Linked DNA regions of Mus musculus: region 1 is linked to region 2. Evidence: chromatin contacts called from public HiCAR-type data. All regions are on one chromosome and are shown on one strand. Each heading gives the region's core, a stretch centred on a gene start, on an enhancer-like site or on the middle of the called end of the contact. The rest is flanking DNA. Distances are from core to core; before and after follow the strand shown. Region 1 overlaps Gm41878 (a long non-coding RNA gene). Region 2 holds the start of Emx2 (empty spiracles homeobox 2).

Evidence for each region. HiCAR-type assays count read pairs that join an accessible place to other places.
Region 1: a HiCAR-type map of kidney shows a contact between it and region 2, with 4 times the contacts expected there. The contact joins the enhancer-like site here to the promoter of Emx2 in region 2. A contact is called at or near these places in 2 of 39 promoter capture datasets (hippocampal neurons and liver), 6 of 484 Hi-C or Micro-C datasets (cerebral cortex, nephron progenitors, neural progenitor cells and 1 more), 11 of 115 datasets of contacts at active chromatin or transcription factors (craniofacial prominence, embryonic forebrain, embryonic limb bud and 6 more) and 3 of 9 other capture datasets (adipose tissue, embryonic tail and pancreatic islet).

Annotation. Positions count from the first base shown.
Region 1 is chr19:59,684,465-59,688,358 of GRCm38.p6, forward strand. It overlaps Gm41878 (a long non-coding RNA gene), which reads right to left. Exons shown (of 5, transcript XR_003952854.1): 3 at 163-256. The region is part of intron 1 of Gm46661 (a long non-coding RNA gene); the gene reads left to right. Among named protein-coding and RNA genes, the nearest start is that of Gm46661, 4.5 kb to the left of the region's middle. Within about 2 kb of position 2,622, at least 14 of the 459 cell types and tissues checked have an H3K27ac peak or open chromatin away from gene starts, as enhancers often do. A contact at or near this core is called in kidney, where this site is marked.
Region 2 is chr19:59,455,957-59,459,988 of GRCm38.p6, forward strand. Emx2 (empty spiracles homeobox 2) reads left to right here and starts at 2,734. Exons shown (of 3, transcript NM_010132.2): 1 at 2,734-3,668. The coding sequence starts at 3,260. It also overlaps Emx2os.

The sequences.
Region 1 (3,894 bases), core at 1,372-3,871, 230 kb after region 2:
GATACACCCTGAGTAGTGAGTGTAGTGGGGGAGGAGGCGAGGCAGGTCGTTGCGTGGCTTGGGAGTCAGAACGTTCTCTGATAGCAATCGCTGCTCAGTTATTCCCCGAGGAAAGAATCAAAGGGTTCCCCTTCACTGACTCTTGGAATGCCCTTTCATTACCTTGCTCATTAGGACAGGGGAAGAATAAAAATTGAGGTCTCCTAAACAGGTGCCGGCCAGATCCTGGAGATGATATGCCAACAGCTCTGAGTTCCTGCATGAATAAGAAAGAAAACGTGGGAAGAGATAGGGCCAGCGAGCTCTGAGAACTGAGCAGACACCCGTGTGAGTGCCAGGGGCAGATGGAGCCTGTCTGTACCCATTTCACAGATGGGTGCCCTGAGTACACAGTGATCCAATTCATGGGTCCCACTCTAAGCAAGAGAGCTGAAGCAGGACAGATCATTCGTCCATGGATGGTTATCTTCCCTCAGTTCTTCACTGGCGTCACTGTTGATGAGTAGGATGAAGGGATGTCTCAGAATGTCCACTATAAATTATAAAATGTTATATGTCTATGTGAGCGATGTCTATGACTTATAAAGCTAAATTACAACAAAATTTAAAGGTAAAGAGGCAGATGGCTAACTTCTCCTACTGTTTTCATCTTGGAACACTAAGAAAATCCAAGAACAAATACTGAATTCTGCCATGTGGTTCCAATGCTTCTATGAGAAGCTCAGACCATTTTTCCAATCAAAGCCAGAGAAGTGGATTTGGATAAAATCATGTCCTGGGTGATAAATGTGCTGGTTTTAGTCTGCAGAGTGGTCCTAGCTCATGCATAAATATACCTGGATCCTCATATACCTGCCTGTCCCCAGACTAACAAAAGACAACATGGCTTTGACCTGAACATAAATGTGCTTTTAGGTAACAATCCCAGGGCTGGGCTGAGAGCTTAGTTGGTCACTCACTTGACTAATAAGCATGAGGACCTGAGGTCCATCTGCCATGAAAATGCTCACTGGTCAGCCAGCCCATCCTACTTAGAGAGCACCAGGCCAATGAGAGACCCTGTCTCAAAACACACAATGGTTCAATGAAATGGCACTTGAAGCTGTCCTCTGACCTTCCCGTGTACATGGACACATATGCACATATACCCACGCACACACACGAACTTGCATGAATATGCATCACCACCCCACCACCACCCCACATACACAGACAAAAAGGAAACTCTAGACCAAACTGAAAAATCGCTCCATGTCTTCCAGCATAAATGAGGCTTGCCATTCCAGCCAGGAACCCAAGAGGTTTAGCTGAACTATGACCCAGAGGACCCTGTGATATTTTCCTTCTGTGCCACATATGCAGATGGGCTCGGAAGACGACCATCTCTCCTCAGTGGAAATCATGAATTTTTATGAATCTGGTCCAGAGTTCCCAGAATCCAGTTGGGTGCACTTTGCAGACCCCAAACCGCCGTCGCCACGGAAGGCTTCATTGCTTGCACCTGCTAAAACATTCGAGGCATTTGAGAGGTGGTGGACACATTTGCTTTCCATTTTTTCTGGCTTGGGAAACCTTTGAAGTGTTTAATAGTAGAGCCCGGGAAAGGCCTCTACCTCTTAATCATTTACTCCCAAGGCACATTCACGGCTGGTAGCCTGTCAAGCAGAAACTGAGCTGAGCCCGCTTTATTAAGTGTCACATGGGTACTCACTGTTCATTAAAGGTGTTTTAAGGTTTGAATTATGTAATTTATGAGAAAGAGAAATAAAAATTCCATTGTTTTATTAATATGTGGTCCCAAAAGGCAAGTTGAGCTAAAGGACCCGAGGGCGTGGTTAGCGGTGATCTTCTGCTCCCTGCCATCTGTGTTGCTCTGACCTCCCACATCTATGCTATCAGCCCAGCCAGTAGTTCAGAACTCTGGGGGAGGACCCCTGATGTCCCTTAGACACGATGTGTGACAAAGAACCTGGGACCCTGCTTTCCTATGTCCTCGGCCCATTTTCTAGAAAGGTTTAGGACAAGCCACAAAGAAACACATTCCTGGAGTGACTCCAGGTGACCTGTGCCGTGCAGACATTAAGAATGAATATGGCTAACCCTTAGGAGGGAGGGGAGTGGGCTTGGAACCAGGCATTGCCTCAGGGTGCCAGCACGGCTTCACGTAGCTGACCTCACTGCAGGAATGCTCGCCATTGATGAATGGATAGATTATCCCTATTCTGCAGAAGAAGACACAGTGCTGCCAAGGACTGTGTCAGGCCAGTGGGTCATTCCAGACCAATCTAGTTTTCAGAGGACCCTGTGGCTAGAGAACTGGAGCCTTGTCTGAACTACAAGTTCCATTATGCTGGCTGTCTTCATGAGGGATACTCTGCTACAGATTTCCCTGAGGGGTGCTCATGACGTCATTTGATGTGGTGAGTCCCAGCTCTTCCTCCCGAGGTTTCCATTCCCTTCCTTGGCTTCCGAACAGAAACGGGAAACAGCCTTGCCTGCCCTACTTCCTGACACAAGAGGGTTCTTTTCCAAAATTCAGGCAGCCAGAGAACATGCAGACCCAGGTCACCCTTTGCTAAGCCATGCAGCTGAAGGTATTTCTCACCTACACCAGCACCACACTTTCCTGCCCACACAGAGAGGATCATGAACCTGATTTGGAAGTATTTTTTTAATTAAGTGACTCATGTTTTACAGGTGCAAAGTTGCACCAGGCTTTTCCCCTTTAGTCAGATTTGTGAGCTTTCAGCTCTGAAAGGCAACGAAGGTGCTAAGACTCTCCTGAGACATCTAACAGGCCTGATGCGGGGACTTGAGTACAGGGTAGCTGTGAAGCCTGGCTGAGGCCTGGGCAGAGCTGGGCAGGGCAAGCAGGAACTGAACTTCTATGTGGCATATCCCTACAAGCAGGGGCAGAGTAGGAAAGGCACTGTTTGCAGGAGGTGAGGCAGTAGGTCAGATTTTACGAATGGACGTCAATCATTAACTCACTTAATTTTGAACTATCAATTCCGCGGATGCTGATATTCTGATAATGCTGGCTGCTAGCAATCTGCACTATAGTCACCGCTGCCTTTGATCTGCCAGCTCAATTTCCACAGGCAGTGAAACCACAGGCCTCTGCTGGGGTCAGACCCTGGAGAGTTCTGACATCTCCCAGAGCATCATGGGAACTCTGAGATGCTTGTCTTGAGATGTCCAGAGAACTTTGAGTACTAGCTACAGAAGAAGCCATGGAGGATCTATTAAGTTATTCATGTTATAGATGGTTCCACTCAGGGTTCAATACCAGATCCTAGGAAGTACGTTAACTCAGTCAACAAGAGAGACAAGCAGGGGACAGTCACAGAATGCAGGACTCCCTGGATACCTTGCTGGGGCACACAGCCAGCTGTGGGAGATGGAAGGGCATTGGGGAAGGCTTCCCAGAGGAGGCCATGTCTGAGCTTAAACTGTAAACTGGTGGAGGAGGAAACTGGGCAAAGGGCAGAAAAGAAAAAATTTGAAATGTGTCTGAACATAGCAGGAAAGCATGAATGATCTTTAAGAGGAGAGAGGGCAACACAAATAGATTGATACCCCACAAGTCAAAGCATACTTGAGAAAAGGCTAGATACCCAGAAACCAAAGCATGCTGGGCAAGGCGTCAGCTAGCATGCGTTGTTCAGGGTGACCAGATTGGAGTCTGACATTGCCAGGGCCTTTCAGAGGGACGCTTGGTAGCAGGACCAAGTCTAGATGCATGTGCTGCCAGGGGACATTTGAGATACCTACACCCACGGCTAGGTCCTAGGACATGACAGTCCCTTAGTGTCCCTAATGACATGACTGTGGTAATTTGGTGAACCACACCTTAAGGGTAGAACTCAGGGAAGTAGACAATAGCCACAGGGA
Region 2 (4,032 bases), core at 1,484-3,983:
GCACCCAGCCTGACTCACCGGAAACCCGCTTTTCTTCTTCAGTGGAGGTTGAGCGAGAAGGGGCAGAGCCTCCTTGGGTTCATGTACTTGACTGCCAAATGCTCCTGCTGCTCTTGAGCACTGGCTACCTGCAGGGCACCCAGAGACCACCTCGGGTCGGCAATCTAATGGTAGAAGGGAACTTTGCAAGAGGCTGGTGGCTTGCTGAGGATCATGAAACTGGTGATATGCCCCTGCCTCATGCAAGAGACTGGAGGCCCTTGTCTGAAGCTAGGTGCTCATTCCCTCAAGACATTTCCCCAGTACACCCTGGTACAGAGAGGTGAGGGATCAAGTAAGTCCCACCAACATATGGGAGTTTCAATCAAATCTTCCAAACAGGTCTGGATTCCTTGCCGCTCAAAGTCAATGGCTGTGATACCCACAGCCAAGCGTACTAATGCTAATGATGCTAATGCTGGGGGAGGTATTTGGTTCTGAGTGAAGAGTTTAGTGGTCCTAATTTGTAGTCACAGCATTGCAGACCCATTCAAGACAAGACTCACCTTCTCACCCTCCTCCAGAGTATCTGCAGTGTGACCAAGTGGAAGCGTTTGTTTCTAGCGTTTGTTTCTAGAAGCCCTAGCTCCTCTGAATCTTGCTTGACTAGGCATGGCCCAAGACTTCCGCCCTTCTTTGGGCTCCAGTCTTCAGAGGCACAGCCTCTATTTCCACAACCCAGATGAAACTAGGGAGAGATTTCTCAGCTATATTTGGGGTCTGGTTCAGGAATGAGGAGAATGTGGCCTCAAATGCATACCCTTTTTTATAGGGCTGAATCTAATGCCCATAATCTCTGAACTTGCCCCCAAAAAGGGACAAAGAAAGAAGGCCATCTAGAATAGAAGGTGAAATGATCTGAAGTCTAAGGCAAGGGCAGATTTATACCACGAGGAGAGCAAAGCTGAGGTGGAAACACTTTTCTCAACTCCCATTCTACCTAGGGGCTCCCTTGAGCTTCTGCCTTCTCACATGAACGCTATACAAGAAACGCACACAACCTGAACAGCAGTAGAGGAAAAACAAAACAACAACAAAAAAATCAAAACAAAAAAAAAACCCCAAGAAACCAAACAGGAGACCTCTCCTTATTATTATTATTGCCGGGACTACCTGGAGCGTCCTAAGACCCAGACCCTTGGTGGAATCAGGTGGCTTTCATAGTCCCTCTAGAGGACTTCACGTCTGTCTTCTCCAGATCTGCTTCTCCCGGGTCTCAGGCAACCTAGCCACCAAGCACAGATATTTTATCCCTCTTAGGATAAATGGCTTCGACCTGGGAGTAACAGATTTAAAGGACGCCAGAAAAAAATTATCATTAATTGTAAAATACCTGCTGGTACTTCACTTTAGAAGAATGTAATTGGCAAAGGGTGTGTGTGTGGGGGGGGGGAGGCGGCTGATGAATAGATAATAGATCTTTAACCACCAATAAACAGAGAGCAGCGCCAGCAGGCTGGGGGGATGTGATCATAATTATGCCTCAGCGTGAGCCAATGGGGACGAGAGAAGTCGGCCCTAAAATCATCCCAAAACCGAAGGCAAGCTCGAAAATGCGGACAGGGCCTAGGACCGGAGACACAATCCTAAGTGCCAGGTTGCGAAACCTGGATTTGTAGAGCAACCCAGCCCTGGGACAACAGATGTCAGAATAAAAATAGGTACAGTAATAATAGCAATAATGGGAACAGTGTCAACGCCACTAAGGACAATGGAACGATAACACAGTCATAACTTCAGCTTCTGACCTAGGACCCAAGACTCCTTTCCCAAATAACCCCACATTTCCCAGAAAGAGCTGTTTTGGGGACAGAAGTGACCACCCTCCAGAAAGGATAAGCAGAAACTCTTGGGTGCAAGCTGGAAGTCCACTGCCACGGTACAGGCGCAGCTGGCCCCTCAGGTTTGAACTTAAAAAAACGAACCAGCCGGGTCAAAGACTGCAAACGCGTGGACCCTGGAACCTCGAAGCTACGCTTGGTTGGAGGGGTGGGAGGACCCCCCCCCTCGAGCGCCTAGGAAACCTCGGGAGTTTTGCTGGGGGTGGGGATTGGTAGGAGTGAAGCGGGTTAGCCCTTGCCCGGAACCAGTCCCCGCCCGCTTACCCTCGCCGGGCGCCCGAAGCCATCTCAGTGACCCGGGCGCGGGCCTCCAGGGGACAACCGCAGCGGAGCTTAGGGTGTGAAGAAATCTGCGTGTCCGTCCGTGATTCAGTCCCATCAGCTCCAGCGCCGCAGGCTTAGGATCCAGGGGTCCGCAGCAAAGGCAGCGCAGCCCCGAGACTCTGCAGGGACCCGGGTGCCCCGGTGGGAGTGGTGTGGGTGCAGTAGGAGGCGGTGGCTGAGGGGGAGGAGGAGGGGGAAAGAGGAGGAGGAGGAAGAGGAGGAGGAGAGGAACGAGGAAGAGGAGGAGAAGAGGGAAGCGGAGGAGGCGAAGGAGGAGGAGAGAAGCCGCAGCGGGCGCCGCAGGAGCGAGGGAGCTAGCCCGGAGCGCAGGGCGAAGACACCAAGAGGTCGGCGGCCGGGCGGGCGGCTGGAGGCACAGCCGGGGCAGTAGCGCCGACTCCGTTCCATTCTGGGCCCGGATCCAGGCCTCCGGGTTCCCAGGCGTTCGCCTCCCTCTGACGCACTTTAAAGAGTCTCCCCCCTTCCACCTCAGGGCGAGTAATAGCGACCAATCATCAAGCCATTTACCAGGCTTCGGAGGAAGCTGTTTATGTGATCCCCGCACTAATTAGGCTCATGAACTAACAAATCGTTTGCACTACTAGTGAAGAAGCGAACACTTCCATGGATTGTCCTTGGACTTAGGGCGCCCTGCCCGCCTTTTGCAAAGGAGAGAAAACTTTTTTTTTGCCTCCCCGAAAACCCCCTCCCTGCCTCTAACTCCAATCTCCCCCCCCCCCACGCCACCTCGCTCAAAAAAATATTACCCCAATCCACGCCTGCAAATTCTTCTGGAAGGATTTTCCCCCCTCTCTCCAGGTTGGGCGCGTTTGGTGCAAGATTCTCGGGATCTTCGGCTTTGCCTCTCCTCCCCCTCCCCCTCCTTTCCTTTTTCCTTTCCTTTCTTCCTTCCTTCCTTTCCTTACCCCCACCCCCACCCCAAACAAACGAGTCCCCCATTCTCCTCGGTCCTCGCCGCGGGCAGCGGGCGGCGGAGGCAGCGCGCCGCGGTCGCCGGGAGCAGGGAGCCCAGCGCGCCCGCTCCTCGGCGCAGCATGTTTCAGCCGGCGCCCAAGCGCTGCTTCACCATCGAGTCGCTGGTGGCCAAGGACAGTCCCCTGCCTGCCTCGCGCTCCGAGGATCCCATCCGTCCCGCGGCACTCAGCTACGCCAATTCCAGTCCCATAAATCCGTTCCTCAACGGCTTCCACTCGGCCGCCGCCGCCGCCGCCGCCGGCAGGGGCGTCTACTCCAACCCGGACTTGGTGTTCGCCGAGGCGGTCTCGCACCCGCCCAACCCCGCCGTGCCGGTGCACCCGGTGCCGCCGCCGCACGCCCTGGCCGCCCACCCCCTGCCCTCCTCGCATTCGCCACACCCCCTCTTCGCCTCGCAGCAGCGGGACCCGTCCACCTTCTACCCCTGGCTCATCCACCGCTACCGATATCTGGGTCATCGCTTCCAAGGTACGTGCCACGTCGCGGAACTGAAGCACGCCGCTCCGGTCGCCTCCTTCATTGCGCCCGGCCTGCTCCGGGTGGGCGCTCCTCGAGGCCTGGACGGGCGGAGGTCAGCCCGGGTTCTTGGTTCTGAAACTGGGCAGCTAGGGGCCCGAGAGGCTTTGGTCCCCAGTCTCTGAAGCTCGTTTGGGTTACTGGCTTGCCCACTCCTTGACCCTTTGTAAAAGGGTGCAAACGAGGTGTCCCGTGGTTCGGGCCGGGGTCGGGCTGGCTGGGACACGATGCTGGGCGACGAAGCCCGCTGTCAAGAAGCTCTGAGCCCGCGAGGTCTTTGAATCCTGTTTCCCTGGACCGTGTTCCCGGCCGGTCT